Regions from separate parts of the Podarcis muralis genome. Here region 2 is linked to region 1. Evidence: chromatin contacts called from public Hi-C data. All regions are on one chromosome and are shown on one strand. The core of a region is the stretch at or near the end of the contact, and the rest is flanking DNA. Distances in the headings are between cores, read along the strand shown.

Region 1 (6,112 bases), core at 1,837-4,336:
TGATGCCATCATGTTTTAAAACGGACTGAAGCTGAGATCACGCATTATTATCTTAGAAAACTAATCTCTACAGAGGACATTGATATTAAATGTATTTTTGTTTATTGCAATCCACTTTTTGCAATCACTTTAGGTGTGGTAACACTATATTGATGATGGTTTCATCATATGGGAACAAGTATGACAAGTAGTATTTAATAGCCTCATCTTCCATGAGGTTCCTCCCCCCCAGTACTTCCAAATCCTTTATTATTTTATTCACATAATATACATTCTTTACAACAGACAACTCCAAAATAAAATCATATGTAACAAAACCATAAATCTCATGTTTTCATTTACACTGATCTTCCCTCCGATACCTTTACTTGATATTTCTTGCTCCTTTCTGCTTTCCTTATAGAATATAAAAATTTAAATCTCTTAAATCCTATACCAGTCTTTAACAATTTCAATTAATCCCTTCACTTCCCTCCCCCACAGCCCAGTACTTCCCTCCACCCATGAGGTTTCCTAATTCTCCTTTAAAGCTTTAAAAGTTGGTGAAAATTGTTGTGGTAACAAATCCCAGAGTTTAACTATGAGCTGCATGGCCCTTTTTCTTGAATCCTCATAGTTAAAATTCTCAGGGTTCCCTGGGAAGCAAGATTGACAAGCTACTCTGTCAAAATGTAGTTTTGGGAAGGGAATATGAGTCTTTACAACAAATCTCAGGATCCTCCACAAACCACAGTTCCCAGGAGTCTTTGGGGGAAACTGTTCAAAGTTGTATAAAAGTGCTTTAAATGTATGGTGCAGATGTAGGTCTTAGTTATGGGTACAAAACAGGCCACAACTTCATTGGTTATAGTACAATATCAGGTTGGGTTACAGGACTATATTGGCTGGGCATGGGCAAGAATAATGATCAGATAGCCTGTCTGCTGTCCAGTGTTACACCCCAGCCCATTTGATTCTAGTGAAGTGTGTCCATGAACACAAGATACGCACCTGCTGCTGTCCCATTGTGTATACATGTATTTTGGGATCTTCATTCCATTGCAGAGTGCTCAGTGTGGCTTGCAAAATACAGGGTTTGTGTTTCCTTTCGGAAATGAGGCACAGCGGAGGCTGTGTTGTTTTTATGATATATGGTTTATTTACACATATATACAACCTGAGCCTACGATGGAGGAGTTCAAGGATTAACATCCCAAGAGGGTCTTGCTCAGGCATAGGCAAACTCGGCCCTCCAGATGTTTTGGGACTACAACTCCCATCAACCCTGACCACTGGTCCTGTTGGCTCGGGATGATGGGAGTTGTAGTCCCAAAACATCTGGAGAGCCAAGTTTGCCTATGCCTAGTTTTGCTTCTCCCATAGCTGCAGCCCTGGATTCAAACAGACATCATGCTCTGCTTGCTGCTTTGCAACCCAGTCACATAATCCCTAACTCACATTGCTTCTCACTCTAAACCTCTCTAAAATCTGGCTTTATTGTCTAACTCTGAGTTGAGGGAGAGGCCTCAGCCATTTGCTATCTCACACAGTCTCTTTGATGTGTTGTCTTCTTAAGGGCTCGTTCCATAAACTGTCATCTCACAATGAAGCTCACCCTAATTTAATTGGCTTTTTAATCCTTAATTAGCTTTTTAATTCCAGGGGATTAAAAATGTATTGCACACAACTTAATACACAGGAGTCTGGCACCTAATCTTAACATTGAGCTTTAATTAAATTCTAGAGTCAGGAGTACTAGGAATGTCTAGTACCTACTAACTCATAACAATATCATAAGCTTGTAGTGAAAGTGAAGTAGCATCTGAGCTAGTGATGCTTTTGGGTAGTATCTGACTAAGTTCTACTTAGAGTAGCCCCATTAAAATGAATGGTCCCAAGTTATTCATGTTGATGACACTAAATTGTTCAGGGTTGCTAAAACAAAAAGAGATTGCCATGGTTAGTAAAGCTGCGAAGAAAAGTTGGCGCAAGAGCGAAAGAGAGATTAAAAATTAAAAATATGTTTTGAGCTGAAACTTCCTTCTCCAGCAAATGGAATTTCAGTTTTCATCCAGCAGAGGTCACTGAAACTTCTCAAATGTTTTCGAAGTATTTTGTGTAGTGGAGCCACATGACCTCTAGACCTGTCCAAAGACATTTTGTTCTCTGGGGCAGAACAGCAAACTGGCCCCTCACCTTCAAATCAAGGTACATAATAATACCGAAGGCCAGCCAAGCTGAGAGACAAAATCCTACCCTCCCTAACAAAACCAGTTGCCTGAGAACAGCCTCCACACTCTTGTCTAATGATAGGGCGCCGGCTGTGCCAACCCGTGTGACTGGTGATTAAAATGTTTGAGGAGAACCTGGGAGACCCGATTTCAAATCCTCACTTCAGCCATGAAGCCCAGCGGGTAATCTTGGGCCAGTCACCTCCTCTCAGCCTAACCTACTTCACAGGGTTGTTGTGAAAATAAAAGCCCCCCCCCCCCCCGTTTCCCATGGAACTCAATGTATTAAAAACATACACAGGGATCGTGTTGTGAGCGAGACTCATAAACTGATTTCAGAAATCATGATCATTTATTGAGTTTATATACCCGCGAGGCAAAGAATAAAATCAAGATATAAAACCTCAAAATACATAATAAAAACAAAAACAACCCAATAGGGCCGTCCCCACAAAAAACGCATTTTAACAGGGCATAAGATGTAAATCATTATTATTAGGATGTATTATCATTATTACTGCAAATAATAATAATAATAGTTGTTATTATTACAGGTATAGCCCACCCTTCCGCCAAGAAGTTCAAGGCGGCCCCCTTTTTATCCCCACGCCCACGAGGCACTAAGCCCCGCTGACCCCGGAGCGGCCTGCCTCGCAGGGCCGGCCGACTGCCTTGTGTTTATGAGCGAGGCTTTCCCCCTTAGCGGGAGCCCCGCCCCCAGAGGCGCTCGGCGACGGAGGCCTCCCATTCCCGACATGCACCGCCCGTTCCATAGGGATCGCCATCCCGTCCGATGTGGGCCGACCCCCTCGCCGCCCAGCCAGTGGACTCCAGGCCTGCCCGTCAGGCTCTTGCCCCGCCCCTGCCGCTCCTCGCCTATAAGTATCTCCCGCGGCCGCACGAACCTCAGCCGCTGCCGCCGTCTCCGCCACCGCTGGGCTTTGGTTTCCTGTGTTTGCAGAGTGCGGGGTGGGCGCGAGAAAGCGGGTGGCAGCAGCAGCGGCGACGACCCGCCCTCTCCTTCCAGCTTTTGGTAAGAGGTCGGGGCCCGGGGCCTAAGTCTGAACGGTGCGCGCGCGTTTATGTAGCAATGTATAGAAGCGTTATGCGTCCCCCTCCCCTTAAATTTGGGTTGCCAGTTGTGGGGGGCGAGGGCGGCAGTGGGACCGCACTTGCTGCGGAATGGAGGGTGCGAGTCAGCGAGACCACAGGGGTCGTCGCTTTGCTTTGCCGGAGGTCGAGGTGGTCTCTCCTCTTGCCCCAAGCCCGCCAGCCGCTTCGCCTATTGCGGTGGCTGCAACAACATTGTGGTTTTCCTGTTGTGCGCCGCCCTGAGATCTACGCATCAAAGGGCGGAGCACAAATTTAATCCAGAATAATAATAATGACAACATGCACAGCGGGAGTTTCTACCAATGTGGGCCACGTGCGCACACCCCCAACCCACACACATCTATGCATCATCCCCAGGTTGTTGGGGTTATATTGGATTCTGTAGGTATGCGCAACCTGATCCTACTCAAGCGCTCTGGAACCCATTTGTTTCCGTGGATTGAGGCTCTCGTGCATATACTCCCCCCCCCCCAAATCACTTGCATTACAGTTTTGTACTCATAAGTCCAACTGAGCAACAAGTTTCTGATAATGTTTTGCTCAGAGGAGCCCCAATGAAATTAGTTAACTCCCGATAATAATAATAATAATAATAATAATAATAATAATAATAATAATAATAATAAAAAATAATAATAATAATTCATTATTTATTCCCCACCCATCTGGCTGGGTTTCCCTAGCCACTCTGGTCTGCTTCCAACAGAATATTAAAATGCAATAGTCCGTTAAACATTAAAAGTCCAGTTGCACCAGGAAGTGATCTGACCATGGCTAGAGTGTGGTGCTTGATAACTCGCAAGGTCATGGGTTCAGTTCCGCATAGAGGCTTCCTGCATCTTCCTGCAATGCTGGACTAGATGACCCTCGAGGTTCCTTCCAACTCTACAATTCTCATAGCCGTCAACTTTCCCTTTTTTTGCAGGAAATTCCCTTATTCCAGCACCATTTCCCGCTGCTATCCCGGATTGTTAGATATCTACGCTGATCCCTTATTTTTGAGGCTGCTGATCCCTTATTTTCAAATCTGAAAGTTGACAGCTATTACAATTCTATGATTCTAAGTTAGGTCCATTAATTTCATTTGGTGAGCTCTGAGTGAAACTTAGCGGAATAGCACCCTAGAGGAACTCTGATTACACCCCTCTGTGTGCTTTGGGGTGAGGCAGTTGGTTGTATATCTTTTCCAACCAGCCATACTATTTGCATTTTAAGATGTGGGAGGACTTTAGGTAATGCCTTTTCCTGGAACTCAGTCACGTTTCTCTGGTATTGTAACCCTAGTCATGTTGAGTCCTGAGTGGGGGAGGAGTTGGTTTGGTATTCAGCTCTGTACCTTTTGCAATAGTTGATAAGAGAGTTTACAGAGATAAATTTAAAATTCCACAAGTGTAAATATTTAGCTGCAGGCTTGCTTTTGAAAATTGTTTGCAAACAGGAACCAGTAATAGGCAGTGAAGAACTTGTAATGTATACCGTATTTTCCCTTGTATAAGACCCCTGTTTTTGGGAACTCCAAATTAAGGAAATGGGGGGCGATTGCCCAGAGTTGTAAAGCTTGGGGGGGGGGGATTGCTGAAAAACGCTCAACCGCCCGACCGCCGCTGCCAGTTGCACACCTCGACCGCCCAATTGCTGCAGCAACAGCCAATCGCAAGCAGCCCTTGCCGCAGGCATCAGTCACCCGCCCAATTGCCACTCAATCTCCTGCTCGCAGCTGCCACCAATCGCTCGCCCCCCCCCCCATGCACTATCCATGTATAAGAGACCCACAATTTTTAACACTTCGTACTGGTGCAGTTGGTGCGCTTGAACTGTCGAAGCCATGTGTCCTAGTGAAACTGCCAGTAGGTTCAGGGAAGACTAAAGCAGGAACTAATTCTGCCTTGTGTTGAGAGAATTCATAAGGAGTTACTTTCCCACAAAGCAGCCACCCAGTGACCTGTTTTGTATAAATTTGTCAATGATGACAAAATGGAGCTTTTTGTTTACAGGCTGGGTATCTCCCCTTTGTGCAGACATATTATTGGCTGCTGAAGACAAACAACCGAAATAGTTACTAACATTGTGCCTGGTCCCTGCTGGGGAATTTCCCAGCAGGGTTTCGCTAGTCACTGAGGGAGACTAGATGGACTTTATTCCAGTTCAGTGAGGCAATTTTGATGATTGTTCTTAAGCAGTACAGTTCTCCACACTTCAAAAAACCCCCCAAAATTGTATTGGTTTTTTTAAACAAATGCAAATACAATAACCATTAAATACTTATCCAGCAGTACAGCTAACGGTGTTTGTTCTATCCATCGTCTCTAGACCAGTGGTTCCCAACCTTTTTTTTTGCCATGCCCCACCTAAGCATCCTGATCCCCACCCCGTGACATATAATTCTTATTATTCAAAAAGTGAACTCCTATTCACACGGAGAAAGGCCATTAACTTGGTCTAAAGAAACTTCCAAATTGCCCCCCTGTGGGGCATGTGCCCCATGTTGGGATCCACGGCTCTAGTCATACACTTACATATTCAACATTCAAACATACTACCTAACACAACCTCCAGCCATGCTGGAAATCCAGTAACATTTGGAGGATCACAGGTTCCCCATCTTTCTTTTAATTAACGGTGGAACAAATTGTCCTGTGACATGCAAGTGGTGCAGAACTTAATATAGACACCGTCTCAGAGAATCCCTCTGCTATCGCTGCTCCTCGGAGGTGTGCGTGAAATTGAGTTGCGGTGAGGTTAGCGCACACCCTGAAACATAAGGCTGGCTTTGGAAGGCTGTATGTTTG
Region 2 (6,112 bases), core at 2,590-5,089, 320 kb after region 1:
ACAGGAATAGTTGCATAAATAGCACAATTCAACCCCATCTTTCCGACTGCATATGGGAGTGCGCCCAAGTGTAAAGGATCAGGATGTGAAAGAAGTACTGCATCAACCTGGTGAACATGTCTTTAAAAGAAAAACAATAAGGGAGAAAATCGAATGCCATTCCATCATTTGAGAAATTGCGGTTTTAGTGACATCAATGAAATATTGCATCTGCCATAGTCTTAATCCAAACAGCGGGCAGGAGCACCCTGTGAACAGTGTTTTGCCAATTTCTCCCTTTGCCCCCTGAAAATCTTTACTGCAGAATTGGGCGATCTTCTGAAAAGCGGGAAAGGGTATTGAAATCAGCAAAAAATGACCTTCCCCCTTCTGCCCCTATGATTCTCCACTGGATCAAAAGCCTCCTATCCCATTGTTTTCATACGTTAGAATATTTTATTTTAAAAAAGCTGAGTGGCAAAAATTAAGATAAGGCCTTGGAACCAAATCTGAACAAATGGGCAAGTTAACAGAGGCAAAAAGCACCTTGTTTGACCAGGCAAACACAGGTCCTACAATCTGGCCTGCAGTTGCTGTTAATACACAGCAATGATAATACAAACATAAACAAGGTGGGCAATTATTATAATATAAATTGAGCAAGTTAGGTTGTAGCTGATGAAAATCTACTCTGCACTCTACTGATCCACACAGGATTATTTGTGCATTGAAGTACTGCACATGTGCCCCAATCCAATGAGTAGAGCTCTGCATGGAGACTTTTCACAATGCAGAACTCTGAGCAGAGGATTTGCTTTTGCTTTCACATGCATGGAGCCCCATAGTACAGGGGTCGGCAAGGCTTACCGGCGATGAGCTGGATCACTCCCGCAAAAATCATCCGTGGGCCAGACCGGCGCAGCGCGATGCTGGAAATCGCGTCTGGCCATGTCTGAAGCGCCAGAAATCGCTTCTGCGCATGGCCAGACACTGAAAATTGTGCCTGCACAGAAGCAATTTTTGGCGTCTAGGCATGCGCAGAAGCAATTTCCGGTATCTGCGTGAGCGCAGACGCGATTTCTTGCACCACTCGGCGAGTCCCTGTGCTGTGCCGGTTTAACGCAGTGCACGGGGGACTCACCAAGTGGGCGGCTCAGTTTGGGGGCGGCTCATGGGCCGGTAAAACGGTCTTTGTGGGCCAGATCCGGCCTATGGGCCACACGTTGCCGACCCCTGCCACCATAGTAGGTCACAAGCATTGAATAGTTGTTCCATGCCCACAGATTAGTTGGTGGAGAATTCTTCTCTCTCTCTAATCTTCTTCTTCTTGTTACTGGGCTCTATGCCTCTAAACATGTTAACTACTGATGTCTCCTTATATCAGGATATAAAGCATGCAATAACTACATCTGGTTTTTAGCTTACTTGCAAAGGAATAACAGTTTAATTAAAGTCAGGTTCTAGCTTACTTCCGTAGGGAATCAATGATGTCCATAGAAAAATTCTCATCCCAGCCACAATCCAACAGAAAGCGAAATTCATCTACTTGAAGTAAATAACACAGAGCAGATTCTTCCTGCACCCCTGAAAGGGTGGTTAGCTTGATAATTGAAGTCATTTTTTCCTTCCCAAAAGAGAATAAAATGTGTTATAAAGCTGAAAAGACCTTGCCATTGCCTACATTCACACATGATAATTCAAACTTTATAACTGATCATGGTTTACTGTGAATAAACAGAACACCAGTTGCATGCTGCCCGATTACTCCTGTTTCATTCCTTTCATGGCACAAACAAGATAAACAGACCTGATATTGGTTTCCCATTACACCCAGATCAGGGGTTGTGGCTTCTCTCCAACAAGCCATGATCTCAAGCCCAGCTTAAGCCATGGTTTGTTACTGCCTTGGTGATTAACTTGACCAGCTTTAAAAGAGGATTAGACAAATTCATGGAGGATAAGACAATCAATGTCTGCTAGTCATGATGCCCATGTTATGCCTCCAGTGTCAGAGGCAGTAAGTCTCCAAATACCAGCTGCTGTGGAATGCAAGTGGGAAGAATGCTGCTGTGTTCAGGTCTCGCTTGTGGCTGTGAGAAGAGAATACTAGATAGGCCTCTGGTCTGATCCAGCATTGCTCTTCTTATAATGTTTGTAGATTAGGGGACAAATCACACTCCCTGGGTTGGGTGTTATGGCAAGTCAAGGCTTCCTGGTCTGTTTATATTGCTTACACCAGAGGAAGTGTGAAGCATAATGATCAGGTAGTGTGCAGAAGCATGCTACTTATTCACAGTAAGTTCACATTAAGTAAGAAAGTCTGGGTTTCCTTACATGTGAACATGGCCATAGAGTTCTTAGCTGCATCAAGTCCTACAAATAGGAAAGATAAGAAATGTCGAACTAAAGATGATGGAAGTTGTAGTGCAACAACAAATGGTTGTTCCACACCCATTTAGAGAAACATGCCATCTTCAAATTGTAGTTTATGACATTGGCATGTTTTGCAAAACCATAATTCAGATTTATCAGTTTTGGATTCAGACGTAATGATAAACTGCAACTAACTGAAAATGAACACAGAAGGAGAACAGCAATATACAAGTCCTCCCTCCATGCACACTTCACTTGCCCTATTATCATTTATTATTATTATTATTATTATTATTATTAGAATTTGTTAGTCGCCTCTAATTCAATAAAAATCAAATATGTCTTAAGTTATAAGAATACAAAGAAGATCTACAAAAGCTAAACTGAGAAGATGGGCAATACAAAGGAACCATCTAGTTCAGTCAGCCTTCCCCAACCTGGTGCTCTCCAGGTGTTTTGGACTTCTAATAAATCTTTGTGAACTGCTTTGAGGCTCCTTTTGGTTATACTGTCTGTATAAGGTGATTGATAAATACAATCAACTAACGAAAAACTGATTACAACTCCCATCAGCCCCACTTGATGTACAATTCTGTCTTTTACTATGAATGCTACCAGTTAAACTGCTCCCCAACCCTTGTCATGAAAATAAGGCCACTCTCCCAATAGTTTTCCTGACAAATAAAAGGTTAGATGGAGCTTATTCTCTTCTCTGCCCTGGGCTCCTTTGGAAGGAAGGAAGAATAAGATATATATGTAATCAATTAAGGAAATACCCCAGCTAAGGGTCTCCTTGGATTTGTCAGATAGAGGATTTTTAACTGATATGGTGATGACACCTTTTGATAATTATTTTGTTTTTACATACCAAGTCACTTATGCATGCTGATCCTTCGTATATGTGTGTATAGCAAGATCGTGTCTCTCAGAGACTTGGCTCAGACACCCTGCAAAGGGTCTGGATGCGAAAGGAGAAAGGTAACGTTGGAATCACCCCCCAAACTGCACAGAAGCGAGACCTTCACCCCACCACCTGCCCTGCAGTGGTAGCCCTTTCAAATCCTCCACCAGGAGACGGCTTGAGAACTGATCACGCATGTTTCATCCTAAGAGTGTATGCGAAGCCACCTTTGGGGGAAGCGGAGGGAAGCCTCTTTGCTCCCTTCCCCAGACTCATCGCAACCTTACCTGCACGGCGGCCCCTTGTTAACTCCCGGCCCCCCTAAAACCTAGTGGAAGCCTGGAGGAGGAAAAGCGAGGGACTCTTTACTCAGCCACACTCAGCCCATTCAGCCGCCATTTTGGCCCGAGAGGAAACAACCGGCGAGCGCGCCGAAAGAGGCGGAGGAGCCGCTTCCGCCGCTTCTGAAAGCGAACCATGGAGCGGGCTGTACTATCAGAGACGTTTACGGGGGGGGGTAAACCAGAGGAGGAGCACTTGGATTAATGAAGATGCCCCCTCCCGCCATTGATGTTCATTTGGAGTTCTTCTAAGCAGAGTCTCGAAAAGTCTCAAAGCCATAGCGAAGGAATCCCACTGCGAGCGGCGGAGAAAATTTCGCCCGCCTACCCCTCTCGGCTCCGCGAATGGTTCATTCCGGCTCTGGTCATCGGAGGGCTCAGTGCGCGGCTCTCTAAGCGTCCTTGGTCTGTTGAGGCCCTCAGGTCGGTATCGCGCTTGTAGGCCTTCAGGCCAGGTAAGGTTTAGGCGTATTAAGAGCGGGGTGGCAAAAAAAAAAAAAAAGGGGGGGGGGAGGGTTGTTAAAACGAGAAAGGAATTTCCAGCGCGTCTCTCCAGACTGTGTAAAAAGAAAACAAAAAAAGGGAGGACGATTGTTAAGTGTCAGTGTTAAGCCAGGAGTAAGGAACGGAAAACCTCGGATTTCACAGTGGCGCCAACGGAGTAGGAACCAGCGATAAGACTTAGGGGTGAAGGTGTGGACACCCCCCGGGGTGCAGCAAAAGGCAGATTCCGTGTTTTTGTTACGAAGAGACTGACTGCCATTTACACAAAGTTATGGGGTCCCCCTGGCTTGAAATGCCGTGTCCAGTCCTGGTTGCCTCACCTCTGAATAATACCCCCTTGCTGGAAGCAGTGCCGTAGCTATGCGGGGTCGGCGGCTAGCCGGGTTTGTTTGTTTATTTCCTGACCCGGGTGAAGCCTCCAGAGGGACGCCATTGAGGCTGCCAGCCTGTGTGTGTACCGAACTGGGCCTTTGACCTGGGTGAAATAAAGCCTAGTTTCTTTCGCCTCTGGCTGGAAGCCACAAGGAGGGCGAGTAAGTGCAAGTGGCACGTAGGTCCTGCTTGCAGGTTTCCCGTAAGGCAGCTGGTTGGCCACTGAGAGCAAGATTATTCAATTGGCCTTCCGTGTGATCAAGCGAGGCTTTTCTTCAGCTGTAACAGAAATGTTTAAAATTATGCATGATAAAATGCAGTGCATAAAGAGAAGCTTTGCTCCCTTTCCATTAAAGCACTAGAATTTGTGGACGTTCAGTTAAAACTGATTTGCAGTAGGAGATTAAAGCAAACTACTTAGAAGTAAGTCCCATTGTGTTAAATGAGGCTAACTCCCAGGTAAATTGGAATAGGACTGCAGCCTTAATTTTTTTTTATTCTAGGATGTTTTTGTTTAACTGTTTACAAGTGGCTTAAATGTTTTAGGCATCCATACGTTATCTGTTGATTTTATTTTATTTTTGGTTCTCTTTCTTATTAGTAACTATGGTGAATATTTTGCATCTTGTGCGAGAACACTGGGCCTTAAGTTTGGTCCCCATAGGATTTGTGTTGGGATGTTACTTGGACAGGAAGAATGATGAGAAAATGGCACTCTTCAGAAACAAAAGCAAGTTATTTCAAAGGTTAGTTAAGTGAGATATTGACATGTTATTTGATGGGATATTAACACTATTTTGAAACAACAGGCCTGTTCTAGCAGCCTTGTACCCTGCATTACTTGGGAATTCTGAGAAACCAAAAAATCAGTGCAGTTTTGAAAGGTTCAATCTGCAATCATGATTCAAAATAGTGTCAGTTATACCTTGGCTGGAATGGCCTAGTCCAGTGTTTTTCAACCTTTTTTTTGCAAAGGCACATTTGTTTCATGAAAAAAATCACGAGGCACACCACCATTAGAAAATGTTAAAAAAATTAACTCTGTGCCTATATTGACTATATATAAAGTAATTCTCTTGAATAGTAATCAAATAAACACAAAGAAAGTATTTTATAATTACTTTATTATGAAATAGTAAGTAAACAGAAATATGAAAAATTATAAAATACTTTATTTTTAAATCTTTCGAATTTTTCCATTTTTCCCACGGCACACCAGGCAACATCTCGCGGCACACTAGTGTGCCGCGGAACAGTGGTTGAAAAACACTGGCCTAGTCAATATGTAGTAAGTCAAAAGAGCCCCACACAAAGCCTAAATAACATGGGACCAAATTACCAAAAGAAGTACCTATTCTGATCTCAGCCTCCCAAGCCTTAAAAAAAATCTGTTGTAGTTTTCTCTGTGTACCTCATTCATCCAAGATGAGAGATGTTATCATCAAGAGAGAAGGTTGGTTGTTTTTATTTTCATCCTTCTTTTAGAATGCCCTATCCACAGCAGTTTACACGTCCAGTATAGCAATGTTGGAACCAAGTGAAGTTGCCATATAGCCTGTAATTTTTGCTTATACAGTGGTACCTCGGGTTACAGATGCTTCAGGTTACAGACACCAGGTTACAGACTCCACTAACCCATAAA

What was found. A called contact is a pair of places that touch in the nucleus more often than the background predicts.
Region 2: a contact with region 1 is called in a Hi-C map of tail, with 2.7 times the contacts expected there. The contact joins the promoter of NDUFB1 here to the promoter of LGMN in region 1. A contact is called at or near these places in 2 of 3 Hi-C or Micro-C datasets (blood and tail).

What each region holds. Positions count from the first base shown.
Region 1 is chr1:22,409,130-22,415,241 of rPodMur119.hap1.1, forward strand. LGMN (legumain) reads left to right here and starts at 3,087. Exons shown (of 15, transcript XM_077924609.1): 1 at 3,087-3,243.
Region 2 is chr1:22,728,949-22,735,060 of rPodMur119.hap1.1, forward strand. NDUFB1 (NADH:ubiquinone oxidoreductase subunit B1) reads left to right here and starts at 3,840. Exons shown (of 3, transcript XM_077924643.1): 1 at 3,840-3,999; 2 at 5,072-5,216. The coding sequence starts at 5,077. CPSF2 (cleavage and polyadenylation specific factor 2) reads right to left here and starts at 3,651. Exons shown (of 15, transcript XM_028717378.2): 1 at 3,536-3,651; 2 at 1,449-1,603; 3 at 1-120. The coding sequence starts at 1,597.